Regions from separate parts of the Mus musculus genome. Here all the other regions are linked to region 1. Evidence: chromatin contacts called from public Hi-C and HiChIP or PLAC-seq data. All regions are on one chromosome and are shown on one strand. The core of a region is the stretch at or near the end of the contact, and the rest is flanking DNA. Distances in the headings are between cores, read along the strand shown.

Region 1 (2,621 bases), core at 66-2,565:
TAGCAGACACACACACAGACACACACACACACACACACACACACACACACACACACAGACACACACACACACACACACACAGACACACACAGACACACACACACAGACACACACACACACACACACACACACACACACACACACACACACACACAGACACACACACACACAGACACGCTGGTGGCTCCTCTAAGCTGGTTCAAGCACCTCAAACCAGGTAATGTGAGCATTTCTGCCTTACAGGTGGTATTAACGTTCAACAAAACTAGACCTGTGGAAGAATCCTCAGCTCACTGAACTATGATAATAAAGTATCTTAAATCCAAAGAGCAGACAGCTCACATCTGTTATCACAGCACTTGAGGATGAGGCAGAAAGACCATTTTAAGTTTGAGGCAAGCTACATAGTGAATTCTAAGTCAGGCTGGGTTACAGTGAATTTGTTTACAAAACAAACAAAAAAAAACCAACAAAAAAACCCCAACAAAACAAAACCAAAAAGAAAAGAATTAAAAAAGAAACACAAAGAGCACATGTAACCTGTACCATAACAACTGATTTTCAACCTCTGACAAATCGCTAATGAAGAAACTCTTAATTTTTTAAAACGGTACATAAATCACTATTTTATAGAAAAATCTTTATGCCTGCACCCTTTGAATTTTTTAATATTTATTTACAACAATCTCTAATATTCAACTAGCAAATCAATCTTTCCTTCATTCAAATCCAAAAGCAAATTCAGTTTCTTTTTCTCCAAAATAAAACAGGCTGTGTTAATAGTTAAAGTCTCCTAAGGAGGCAGGAGAATACAAAATGAGTTTTATCTTATTACCTGTCAAAAAAAAACCTGTCAGAATCATTACTGAATATCAAACATATATGTTACTAACTGACAAAATTGTGTCAAAGACATGGAAATAAATATGTATTGACTCTAATTCTCCTTTAGTAGGATTCCTTGTTAAAAGGCTGTTGCTGTCTTGATATAAAAAGTAGGCAACAAAAATTTTATGAGAATGTGTTCTGTACCAAAAGTTTTATTCTAAAACAGCTGATCATTTAATACTTTTGTTTTGGTATTGTCTTTAATAGAAGACCAAAATAATGTGAACAGACTGAAATCTGTGCATTAAAAAAATTACATTTACAATTAGTTTAACATCAAACAACTTCCTCATCTGAGAAATATATCATCAAGGTTAGAAGGAAAACCAAAATGACGTGAATATTTGCGGTGTCTCTCTATCCCTCCACACCCTCTGGTGGAAGCAAGCGCCCAACAGTGAAATTGTCAGACAGCAGAGGGGAGGGGAGAAGGGCTGTACAGAGAACGAAGCTTTCTTCATCTCTTTAGCATCATCTTGCCAGAGCTTTCTGTATGTAAAGTTATCCTAAGCAGTATGATTCCTTGATTACCCAGGAGCATTAAATATATTTCCACAATTGAACAAAATAAAAACAAACTGTATGTATGGGGTGTGTGACAATTTGTAATGATGTTTTAGAAAATCTTGTATCTAGGCAATGTTAATTTTATTCTGTTTCACAGAATAAAAATAACTAAATCAAAATTTTTTTTTTTAAAAAAAGATCCTAACCATAATGTCCTTGGAATTTCTACTGTTCACTCTGACCAGTTATTCAATAAAAGTGACAGTTATACAAAAGTGGGGGAGGGGACCACAGAGTTCTTAGATACTTTTGTCATTTAAATGTTAAAATTCAGCATTTCAAGTGACATCCAAAACCATGTTTAATTGGCTGGGAAATGAGATATTGTGCTTAAGTTAGTCTAATTAGCGTGAGAGTGGGCAAAGTTTTATACTGACGCAAAATCCAAAAATGATGGAGTGAAGAAGGAAACAAGACTACAATTGTATTTAGTTGTTATGGAAACTATTCTACAAGTGTAGAAATGTATGTGTTAAAACATAAAACCCATCATGCCAATAAATGGGGATTTCTAATACATTCATTCCATGAAGTAAGTTTTAGTAACCGGGAGATTTACCTCACTGCTAATAAATTTATCTTCGATTTGGTATATGAAAGTAGCTACCCTAAAACAGCAGTTGCTATAGTAACCAGAGACATTTCCTCGCGGTTTACTGTTTAGAAGTCCTTAAAATTGTGACTTTGCAATCTTGTTTAAAGAACTCCAGCATGTGTCTCCCATCAGAGTATCAGTGAGAAAGTCCAAGATGGACAGTGCCAGCCCTTCTGCTTGGGTTGAGCCTCATGCCCTTCCCCGTTTCTGTAATGTTAAAACACATTTCAACAACCAACAACACTGAATACAGTAGCACTATTATTCTTCGAAAACAAATTCAAAGAAATGTTTCCAGATGACATGCCCGCCTACCCCTCTATTCAACGTTACCTGGTATAATCTGAGACTTTGCATGGTTTCTTTCCCAAAGAAAAGGAACGAACTTCAGAACCATGGTCCAACTTTCTTTTCATCTATAAAGTAAAACAGATAAAATAAAAAAAATTACTTGGTCCATTATCAGACTTTGAGTTTGCATGCTAATATTTAAAAACTGTTAAATTTTCATGTGTCTAAAATGATGATTATTAGTAGGTTAATCAGAAAATATATTACGCAGTTTTTCCTA
Region 2 (2,621 bases), core at 62-2,561, 410 kb before region 1:
ACAACTAACTGAACGAGTTGGTGCCCAGAGGGACCAGGGACAATGGTTCATGGTAAAGGGAACCGTTGGTGAGTATTACTTACCCTTAAGGAAACCGTAGTGGGCAATCTGGGTCTAAGAATTTGGTCCGTGCCTTCAGGATGTTCACAGGTCTTCGGGTTAAAGATAAACCCAATAAATACAAGAACCGAGACACTGCTCTCTGAACCACCCTTGCTGGGAGAAGTCAGAAGAGAACGGAGCACCAGCAACTGAGCGATTCCCTTTGAGTTTCAGAGCTGCCAGAAGCCCTGGGTCCCCCGGGTGCTCGAGAGGGTGCTTCCCAAGAGAAGGCAGAGTCCCTGCGGACTCTTCATCTTCACAACCATCATCTGTGGCTTTCTGCACATCATCAGAGCTACCGAGGGATAAATGTCCCCTCTCCAAAGAGTGACCAGGGTCTCTCTGCCCTTCTTCAGACCCCGCCGTGTCACTCTCTGGGTGCCGCTTCCTGTTCCATAGAACTTTTGGTGAATTCTAATTGATCCTGCCACTACCTGCCTGGCTACCGTATCCGATGGGGCCACTTCTCAGCCCTGGGTTAGGCAGGAGCCAGTCTCTGATCCCCTTGGAAAGCATGTGTCGCTTTCCCTCTGCTGACTTTGGAGGCCCAGAGCTGCAAGAAGAGGAGGTATCATCATGCCCCAACTTGCCTCCACTGCCTGTTTCCTCCTTCCCTCTGGCCTTCACTCGGCCCTCATCTCAGTTGGACCTTCCTGCCATCACGTCACTGGGGGGGGGGGGGGGGTGTGCTCTCTTTGCCATTATGTCACTGGGAGCGTGCTCTCAACGCCATCACGTGACTGGGAGCGTGCTCTCTACGCCTCTAATATGTCATCTATTTTCTGACTCCTTGAGGGTAAGGAGGCTTGTCTCCAAGATGAGCGCCCCGGTACATAAAGCACAAGTGTTTGGTGAATGAAAGAAGATACTCTTGAAATGTTGTGAGCTCCGACTCCCAGAGCCAATGAGGGTCAGAGACAGTGAAGCTTTTTGTCTAGACCCTGGCATCTGCCGATCTCTATAGGCAGATGTGAGGGGATTGCCCAGCACATTGTCAGTCTCACTCTAACAGCCCCGAAGCTGGTGGTATTCCCCAAGGATGGACGATGGTCAATCCCTGCTGCAGGATTAACGTGCTTATGCCATTTGCATTAGCCTGTTTGCAACGACAATAAATTCATTTCTAAAGTCCTCTGAGAGAGGGATGAGTATTATCCCCTGACCCGCAGGACAAGGTTAAGTGACCACCCCAAATGAACACAGCTAGTAAGTCCAAGGTTTAGACACTGAGTTCAGAGCGCTCTGACCCCAAGCCTTGCTCTCTGAGCACTCATCTCTTTCTGGTGCTGTAGGTATTTTAAGCTGTGCCTGGGCTTGCTCACCAGATGGCTTTTTAATCTCTCTCCTGTTGCTACATTATTAATCTCTAAATTGTTTAGCGGTGAGATGAACTGGTACAGGGGCGAGGCTTCCTGGAAGAACTGCTGACATTTTACAAGGGCCTGGGAGGGTGGTGCAGCTTTGGGTAGAGGAGGGAGAGACAGCAGCTCACTAGGGCTGGGGAAATAACAGTGGAACTCTGCAATATGGCACCTACCATTCTGGAAACCAGACAGATACACTCTTTTCTCTTAACAAAAAAAAAAGCTGTGCGCTCAAATTAGTCAAACATTTAACTGTCGGTGGCTTCCTGATAGTGCCTGCTCCAAAAGGGATAAAAAAACAAACCTCCTTGCAACTCCATTTTCAGAGTGTCTATGACTCGATGAGACATTGGGTTGTTTTTCTCCCTCGCTGCAGAGTGATGGATGCTTCCGGCAGAGTTGCAAGTAGCAAAGTCCCACAGCCTGGAAGCTTTCCCTCGCTTATAGAGTGAGTCATGCTAATCCTGCAGAGGGGCAGCTGCCATACGCCCTTCGAATAGGCTGCGTGTAGGAGGTCGATGGAGTTTGATGGGGCTCTTGGGTGGCTGCATCTCCACGGAATGGAGGGCATGGTGCCCTCAGATGAGCAGAACAGAGGGAGGCTAGAAATCTGAAAAGCTAAGTTATTCTGCCGAGCATAAAGCATTTGAACCTGCCCCACCCTTCCCACTTCCCGTCTGCTCGTTATTCACCACAGTAATATTTGGGCACTTTGAAAAGAACGATATTTTAAAATGAAGCTATTCCAAGGAGAAGGAAAAATATCTTCATTTGGCATCCACCAGTCATGCAAATTAGCCCAAATAAAAATAAGACTGAAGGCAACTTCGAATATTATTGTACTTTTCCAGGCTCCTGCCAGTCTCTGCTGTCAATTGAAACCACCCTCCATCCTGGGTGACAATGATGTAAGCAGGGCTTATGATCTTGCCCAGATCCGTGCAGAAGCAGGCACTCAGAAAGCATGGATACCAGAGATTCTTTATGCAGATCTTGTTAGAACCTAGTCCTTGAAGTGACATGGCGCTCTCCATGACAGGACTTTGTACAAGTATGTTTCTACAGTGTTGATGATACATTGTTGGTTCATTAAAGATTAGTCTATCAAATATCCTAAGACTCCCCACGTTCTTCCTGGGAGACCAGTCCAAGTAC
Region 3 (2,621 bases), core at 53-2,552, 380 kb before region 1:
GTCAAAGAGGACACAAATACTATTGAGGTGATTCTGGGCTGAGGAGATGGCTCTTAATTGAGTTTGCAGCCCAGAGCAGAAAGCATGCTCATCTGAGGTACTTGTTGTATCATTTTTAAATCAAGGCCATCTTTTTCTCAGTGGTAAACGTGAAATGTTTTTAAAGGCCAGACTTAGCATAAAAATCTATTGGTTGCCATGGAGACCACTTTACCACACAGGACTGCGCTCTGTGTTCAACTGTGTGATTTTCTCTATTCAAAGGTTCAGCATTGTCAAAAAACAAATTACTTTTTCTGTTGTTTATCTCAAAGTTCATTATTGGGAAGGCAATAAATAAGAAGATATTCCTGTACAAAGGGGTGCAACGTAGGGCTTCACTTGGGTGCTATGACTTAAAAAAATTCGTATTTTACAGTAATTATCGCCAAATTGGCTATTGTTAGGAAATAAAATACATTTTGATCTCTCTTTTTTTGTGTGTGTATGTGAATATAAAGTAAAGCAGGTACTTGGAAGTCTGCTTCTAACAAAATTACATGGTAATAAGGCTTTTCACACCTACACGCCACTTAGTAACACAGCTCTGAAAGAGACACTAAGCCCTGATAGGTTTGCAACTTGGTACCTGAGGCTCTGGGCTTCCCTCTTTATGGGAGAAAATGTGAGTTCAGGACCTCGAGCTCACTGAATTATTCATGCCATCTTCCCATCACGCATCTTTAGGTTGAAACCTGTTAGGTTATTATTAAGTGCAATGGTCCACTGCATCCAACACTGTTCCAAACCAGCACCGCTGTCCTTGGCTAATTAGCAGAAACCTTTGCAGATGGCAACTCTTCCAGTCCCCACCTCTCCTTCCCTCCCACCTCCACACCTCTAGGAAAAGTGTGGGAGGGTGCTTAGGGTGTAGGGGTGGAGCTCCTCAAGGAATTTACAGAAGTAGCAAGAGGGAGTCTCTCACATTACTGGAGGGCAATCCTAGACAACCCAGTGTCAGCAAGTTGCCATTGGCTGAAGCCTGTTTTATTTTGTTCCGTCTCCCAATTAATTAAGGAATGTCCTGAATTTTGACTCGTTACTTATTTAAGATGCTCCCCTATGCACCTCTCAGGCAATCTTTAGATGCCTTAGTTCTGGCAATTTGCATTACAATGAGGGAAAGGGGTGACCTTAATGAAGGCATCTGGTTTTGAATGTACTCCTGGTATTGGTTGCCCGGAATAATATCCCAGAGGGGGATGGAATTCTCATTTGGGTTCATCTACAGCAGTACACTGATGACTGCTAATATGCAAATTCTTCCTTGTCACCCACCACAATTATGCCTATAGCTGGTAAAGTTGTGGAGGTGGTGGAGTTACATTCACATTGTGACCCGGGCATAACCTACTTGGGAGATGCACTGGTAATTAATTTACATGTTGCACACTTAAACTGAGGCCAGCTCCAAACCAGATTGCCCAGGGACGGCAGTGTTGGTAATCATTGTTCTACTGCTGACTGGGTTTTGCAGGAACTGGCTGGGCTCTGTCTTGGAGTGGTGCATGCCAGGAGCTTTAATGGCTAGAAATTAGGACCAATATAGAGGTTGGGTGAAAGCAGTGTTTGGTGTTATTGGATGGTTGTGGAGCTGTTAAGAGGCAGGAGCAAGTGGAAGGAAGTCGGGTCCTCGTGGGCATACCCCTGAAGGAAATACACTATCCCCAGCTCCCTTGCCTCTCTTTTCACTTCCTGGCCACCATAGAATGGGCATCCTGGCTCCATCACACACTCCCTTTACCATGGATCTCAAAAGAAATGAAACTAGTATTGGAGAAATTGGAGTTTCCTTTTGGATTCTCAGTCTCCTTAATAAAAGAATTTAGAGACAGGCTGGAAAGGAAGCTCAAAGACAATTTTATTAGAATTTGAAACAAAACAAAAAACACCACCAACAAAACATGCACGTGCACCCCCCCCCCACCCCACCCCCCCACCCCCCACACCACAAGAAACAACAACAAAAATGTCAGATAAGCTCCAGGAGGAAAGAAATGAAGAAGAACAGAAATGCATATGTATTATTAAGTTTATGGTCTGTCCTAGTTAAGAAACACTCATGACCAAAAGCAACTTAGGGAGTGTTTATTTGGCTTACACTTCTACATCATAGTCCATCACTGAAGGAAGTCAGTTGAGGTCCTCAAGCAGGGCAGAACTTGGAGGCAGGAGCTGATGCAGAGGCCATGGCAGTGCACTGTTTATTGACTTTGTTGCCATGGCTTGCTCGGCCTACTTTCTTACAGGACCCAGGACCTCCAGCCCAGGGGTTCTATAAGCCACAACAATCACTCACCAAACGCAATGCCTTAGAGGCCTGATCTTATGCAAACATTTTCTCAATTGAGGTTCTCATTTCTTAGATGTCTCCAGCCTAGCTCAAGTTGGCTTACAACTAGCCAACATGGGCCAAAGAAGGCAAGTGTGTTCAGCTCCAGTGACCCACACATCTGTTGCCATAGCAACCACCATACATTCCCAGAATCCACTTGGCTCACCTCCCACCTTTACCTGCAAGAGGCTACATCACTATCCAAATAAAAGGCAGACCCCTTTTGATCTCTTTCTCTGCCTGCCCC
Region 4 (2,621 bases), core at 37-2,536, 360 kb before region 1:
ATTGCAGTCAATGGGTTGTAAGTAAGAGCTGTGTGATGGAACTTTGGACATGTATGTCTTCCCTAAAAATAACTGACTCAGCTGGGAGGAGCCAGCCCTTCCTTCCCCCTGAAGTTTAAACGCAGTTGTAAAGGCTCAGTCTGAAGCAGCCATCTTGATCATGAAGTGACCTTGAGCATAAAGGAGAGGATCAATCTCTCTGAGTCTTAGAAACCAGGATTTTAGAAAGTAGCTTGAAAGGTCATTAGAAAAGAACAAAAAGTGTTTTGTCAGCACGCATTTTAGAAGCGCCCTGATAGGAGGAGCTACAAAAGCCTTTCTTTGGAGATTTCAGCCATCTCTAACAGTTTCCTTTGAAATCACTAATTATACTCTAAAAAGACGGCATCATTGGAGCCAGAACCAGCAGCCAATTACCCACGAGAAATCACTCACTGTGTGGGCTGTCTTTTCTCTCTCTGTTCGCATAATTTCAAAATGCAATTTCTAGAACCATGCTAAATACTTGTAAACAGAGATTGGTTTGATTGCAAAGGGGGAACCATTTTGGGGCGGTAAAAAACGACAATTATTTCTCCTTGTCCTCTAGTTCACAGAACAGCACCCTTTGGGTCACTTTTCAAATACCCACCACCGGATTTAGAGCCATCTGCAACTCCAGCCAGAGATGCTGACTTCTAAAGCAGGTGCAGGTTCCTATGAGGTGGTGGGAAAACCTAGCACTTGGAGTTAGAAGACCCAGGTTTGAGTTCCAGCTCGAGATATGGGCTGGCTAGCCTTCTTATGTCTCAGACTCCTCATCTCAAAACTGGCCACACAAAAGACTAAGTGGGCAAGGTGTGTATGTAAATTGTAATGGGCTCTAATGGAAAGCGAGCCTGGTAAAGCCTCCTGCCTTCTCTGGCATCCTATCAAGTGCCTGGAAGACTGAAGGTGTCTATACCAGTCATGACTATCAAACTGCAGCAAAATGGGAACTGCAAAGCGCTGGTAGCTAGCCACCACCAATGTTTGTCTTTCCTAGGTCTGATGTGGATGGAGCTTGGCTGCTGGGCTGGTTCAGGCCAGCTCAGGCTGGTTCAGGCTGGCTCAGGCCTGTTCAGACACCTATTCTTCAGCTGGGCGACGGAGCTGGGAAAGCCCTGCTTCATGGGTTTCTCATGCTTTTCTTAGGACTAAGGGCTAGTTGGAGCCCATCCTTTTCATGGTGGTATCAGAAAGGCAGAGGAAACAAGACAGCTTACCTGTTGTTGGTATTCCTTCTACGCTCCGCCCAACAGTTACCTAGCAACAGTCAGGTAGTCCTGGCTTGTTATAAAAGGGTGAGAAGGCTAGGCTGACTCCATGACAGGCTTCAAATTGGCAGTTCAGGAGACTAGGCCTAAATGTCTGTTTCTAAGAACTGGGCAATTTCAGGCAAGTCCAGGCCTCAGAAGCTGCCCTGTCACCTGCCCTGAGGCAAGGACAATGGGTCAGCAGCAGTTTCCAGACTTCCTCAGCAACAGTCTCCAGACCTCTCCAGCAAGTTTCTAGCCCCCACACTACAGAAATGGAATGTCTGGAGAGATGGACACAACAGATTAACATAGAGGTCACCTACCCCAGAATTCCCTAATGTGCTTTAAATCAGGCCTGCAAGTGCATTTGGGTGTTTCTCTAGCTTGGTCATGGGAGACCCCAGAACACTGGACTTCAGCAAAATAAAACACTCATTTCATTTACATACTATTTGAGTCTGGGCTATCATTCTTTAGAAAATCATGGACCCTTACAAAGGACTGTTTGGCTTCTCCATCTCTCTCTATCTGCCCTTTTCTCTATCGGACCCCCTTCTCCCTCTTTCCTGTTCCCCCTCCACCTCTCTTTCTACATGTTCCTGGCTGATCTCTCCCTCTCCCTCTCCCCCTCCCCCTCCCTCTTCTCCCTCTCCCTCTCTGTTCTCTTTCTTTGCCTCTACCTCTACTCCCTTCTCAACTCCCCTCCCTATGCCCCCAAATAAACTCTATTCTATACTACACTTGTGGATGGCTGGTACCTCAGGGGGGAGGGATGCCTTAGCATGGGCCCACTGAGGTACCCCCCTCCTATCATACCATACCAAGCTCTATAAAACATATCCTTGGCTTTATAAAACACATCACCTGTGATATACTAATACCCCATTCATCAGAGGAGGATGTGTGACCCATTCCATTCAGATACAGGGATTCCATTTAGCACATATACAATGCAGAGTTTCAAGGTACATGGTTCCAAGAACATGGACAGAAGGATGAGGTATTTGCTCACTAATCCCATTTACCATGAGAAGCAAGTAGACAAATATGCATGGTTTTTGAGTGAGTGAGAGGATAATTGAATGTTTTAAGATCAGAACAAATTCAGGACACTTAAGGTGAATCCATACATTGGCCATCAAATGTTGTCTTTGCTTGTCTACAATCCTTCTGTTAATAGGAGGTGGGAGGGAAGAGATAGCTACCATAAAACTATGAGAAGAAATTCACATTCAGTTCCTGTTTCCTCTTAGGTCATGTCTGGCCTCCAGACTTTGTTCCCTTCCCAGCATCTCTCCACAAACTCGCTCTTCACTGATGCTACACAGATTGTAGCTGATCTTG
Region 5 (2,621 bases), core at 51-2,550, 340 kb before region 1:
TGACTAACCTAGTGATCTCTCAGCTAGGACCCTGCTGTGTGGTTCCCTGAGTGTAGAATGATGTGAAGGTATCATACCTGGATCATCTCAGAACTCATTTCTCTTTAGGGGAACAACTCATAACAGAGGAGAAAGCAATGACCCAGGAGTTGGTGGGAGAGCCCGCAGCTTTTTGCCATGAACCTTTTGGCCTACCACCTCCCTGACAAGGACTCTAACTTCTCTCTGGCCCAGGAGTAGGAAAGGACCCCAGAGCAGGAGCACAAGAGAACTCTTTAACTCTGACCCTGACCCTGACCCTGGCCCTGACCCTGACCCTAACCCTGGCCCTGACCCTGACCCTAACCCTCTGGAAAGTTGCGAAGCACCAAACAGCATGCTTGTTTGGTCATGAAGCAAACCTTCAGAGCACAGGATAGCTTTCTGTTCCATTTCTTCCTGCACTTAACAAACATGGAACTAATTACTTTAGAAGAAAGTTAACTAACTAACTAACTAACTAACTAACTAACTAACTAACTCTCTTATTTGGTTGGGATTCAGTCCATTGGTTTGGGCTATGAGGCCTGGAAGATTATCAACCTCAGGACACATCTTTCGGTTGACCAGCCCAATACAGTGTCTCAGTCTTCAGATGTACAGCTGGAGTCTGAGAGAAGGCCCTAAATTGGACATGAGTGTTCTTCAGCTGATGGAAGGCCATTTCAGGGCCAGTGGCATTGGCACAGCCACCAAAGATGAAAGTGACAATTTCTCAATGGGTCCTGGACTTCACATTGAATCTGGCCCACTCTTCAGCTCTTTCTATACCTACAGCAAGAGGCTCTCTGTTACTGAAAAGAAGCCTCAGGACCAACAGGGCCTTCTCTATGGCACTTTCTCAATCTGTCTAACGAGCAGAGCTGCCAGCGTCTCTGGCCAGCCTCACACAGGCCTTTAAGATACCCAAGTGAGGTTTCCCCACACTTCCTGCCAAGCCCCTTCAAACTTCTTTTAAAATACGTGGCAGCCAAGTAGCTTTCAGCAAGCCCCTCTGAGCCCACCCCTGTGCTGGAAAGTAGACCCTCTGGGCCTACCCCCGTGCTGGGGAGTAGACCCTCCGAGACCACCCCCTTGTTGAGGGGGTAAACATCATCATCAAGATGCCTTTCTTTCCAGGCCTGGAAAGAAAACCCAAGACATGCGGCTTCCTTTTATGCATGAGGTATTTCTGAACAAAGGGGCCTGTGTATAGTGCCACAGCAGTGTGCCTGCATCCTGGGCATGGGCCTCACTTGCCGGCCTGGCTGGAGGGTCAGCAGTATGGCGAAGAGTGTGCAGTGGAATACAGATTGCCGCCGAGCTCTTGGGGCAGTGCCCACCGTGTGGCTGGACCTGGCATCGGCGATGGCCCGACGTTTGGCTGCCAACAGCTTGCAGGCCTGTTTGCTGCACAGCCAACATCCTGTTTGTTGATTTGACAGGAGTCTCAGGCTTACTTTGCATATCAGAACTCTGGTCTCTGGGCACTCAGCGTGGGACGATGCATCTGGACCACTGAGGCCTTCCTTACCATTGATCAGCCACTCAGCCAGCTCGGGAAGGACAGCTGTAAACTCTTGGGGAGCCCTCTGTGTGCTGCTTTCTCTCCACAGCCTCTGCCTGCAAAGCTGGCTTCATTATTCATGGGAACAAGATGCTAACCAGGAGAGCTCCCATCTTAACAAAGGCCCAACATTAGTCACAGGATTCTGATAAATATGAGGGGAAACCAATGACCTCTCTCTTATTCTCACAGCAGCGACCATCATCTCTGTAGTCCCTGATGTATGATCTACAAACCTCTTTAGAGCAGCTTTGCACTTTTTCTCAAGTGGTTTGCAAAGTAACATAGCCGTCTTCAAGGCAAGGTTGGGGGTCGCTTGGAATCCAGCCTCAGGAATACTGAAAGCAGAACAAGTAGGCCCATTCTGGTCACCATTGCTCTCTCCTCTGAGCTGTTCCCCTAAAGGGAAATGAGTCCTGAGATGATCCATGTATGATACCTTCATATCACTCCACACCTAGGGAACCACACAACAGTGTCCGCACTTGGCTAGCTCAGCTGTCTTGGGGTTCTCATCGCCCCAGATCCCTTCACATTCTCTGGTTCTCCCAGGTTTCTCTTCCTTCATACGCTTTCCTGAGTTAATGTCCCGGTAGGTTTTCTCAGACCCCTCAGTTCCTCTAGCACTCACTAAGCAAAACCCAATGAGGTACACAGGTGTCAGATTTTCGTTGGTACTTTCTGCATAATCAAGGCTGAGTTCTTTAGTCGGGGCTGCCATAGGTTCATGGCCTCTGACCTCACCTAGGTCTTTAGTGCTGTCTGTCTCTTGTTGACCTGCCCTCAGAGAGCCTTCTATCCTCAGACATTCCCCTAAGGCTCTGACTTGCTTTCCACCTCTCCCCCCTGAGCAGATGTGCCTGACTCTAACTTCAAGGCCACCAGGTCCAGCTTTCTCGGCTTCCCATCTCCACCTACAAACATCTCCTGTTCACGCCCACCCTCGCTTTCAGTCTCAGAGATGTGACCCTCTTAACCCTCGATGCCAACTGACACGTTCAGGCTGTCATCCCCTCTGCCTGCTTCATTTGTTTGT

Evidence for each region. Hi-C and Micro-C count contacts between places; a contact is called where the count stands out from the background. HiChIP or PLAC-seq counts read pairs in DNA pulled down with a chosen protein or histone mark.
Region 2: a Hi-C map of cortical neurons shows a contact between it and region 1, with 2.9 times the contacts expected there. The contact joins two enhancer-like sites. A contact is called at or near these places in 1 of 39 promoter capture datasets (hippocampal neurons), 12 of 484 Hi-C or Micro-C datasets (brain, cerebral cortex, cortical neurons and 5 more), 7 of 115 datasets of contacts at active chromatin or transcription factors (PVALB interneurons, VIP interneurons, astrocytes and 4 more) and 1 of 9 other capture datasets (embryonic stem cells).
Region 3: an H3K4me3 HiChIP or PLAC-seq map of forebrain shows a contact between it and region 1, with 10 times the contacts expected there. The contact joins two enhancer-like sites. A contact is called at or near these places in 2 of 484 Hi-C or Micro-C datasets (cerebral cortex and forebrain) and 6 of 115 datasets of contacts at active chromatin or transcription factors (VIP interneurons, cardiomyocytes, embryonic forebrain and 2 more).
Region 4: a contact with region 1 is called in a Hi-C map of cortical neurons, with 2.5 times the contacts expected there. The contact joins the promoter of 1700036G14Rik here to the enhancer-like site in region 1. A contact is called at or near these places in 5 of 484 Hi-C or Micro-C datasets (cerebral cortex, cortical neurons and forebrain), 5 of 115 datasets of contacts at active chromatin or transcription factors (SST interneurons, VIP interneurons, cardiomyocytes and 2 more) and 1 of 9 other capture datasets (embryonic stem cells).
Region 5: an H3K4me3 HiChIP or PLAC-seq map of forebrain shows a contact between it and region 1, with 3 times the contacts expected there. The contact joins two enhancer-like sites. A contact is called at or near these places in 3 of 484 Hi-C or Micro-C datasets (cerebellar granule neurons, cerebellum and cerebral cortex), 5 of 115 datasets of contacts at active chromatin or transcription factors (SST interneurons, astrocytes, embryonic stem cells and 2 more) and 1 of 9 other capture datasets (embryonic stem cells).

The regions. Positions count from the first base shown.
Region 1 is chr3:84,954,720-84,957,340 of GRCm38.p6, reverse strand. It overlaps Fbxw7 (F-box and WD-40 domain protein 7), which reads right to left. Exons shown (of 14, transcript NM_001177773.1): 5 at 2,384-2,466. Among named protein-coding and RNA genes, the nearest start is that of Gm30944, 67 kb to the left of the region's middle. Within about 2 kb of position 1,315, at least 6 of the 459 cell types and tissues checked have an H3K27ac peak or open chromatin away from gene starts, as enhancers often do. A contact at or near this core is called in cortical neurons and forebrain, where this site is marked.
Region 2 is chr3:85,368,276-85,370,896 of GRCm38.p6, reverse strand. No RefSeq gene overlaps it. Among named protein-coding and RNA genes, the nearest start is that of Gm52637, 16 kb to the left of the region's middle. Within about 2 kb of position 1,311, at least 59 of the 459 cell types and tissues checked have an H3K27ac peak or open chromatin away from gene starts, as enhancers often do. A contact at or near this core is called in cortical neurons and forebrain, where this site is marked.
Region 3 is chr3:85,336,927-85,339,547 of GRCm38.p6, reverse strand. No RefSeq gene overlaps it. Among named protein-coding and RNA genes, the nearest start is that of Gm31210, 3.9 kb to the left of the region's middle. Within about 2 kb of position 1,302, at least 9 of the 459 cell types and tissues checked have an H3K27ac peak or open chromatin away from gene starts, as enhancers often do. A contact at or near this core is called in forebrain, where this site is marked.
Region 4 is chr3:85,316,184-85,318,804 of GRCm38.p6, reverse strand. It overlaps 1700036G14Rik (RIKEN cDNA 1700036G14 gene), which reads right to left and starts at 1,286. Exons shown (of 3, transcript NR_040542.1): 1 at 1,245-1,286.
Region 5 is chr3:85,298,775-85,301,395 of GRCm38.p6, reverse strand. No RefSeq gene overlaps it. Among named protein-coding and RNA genes, the nearest start is that of 1700036G14Rik, 17 kb to the left of the region's middle. Within about 2 kb of position 1,300, at least 41 of the 459 cell types and tissues checked have an H3K27ac peak or open chromatin away from gene starts, as enhancers often do. A contact at or near this core is called in forebrain, where this site is marked.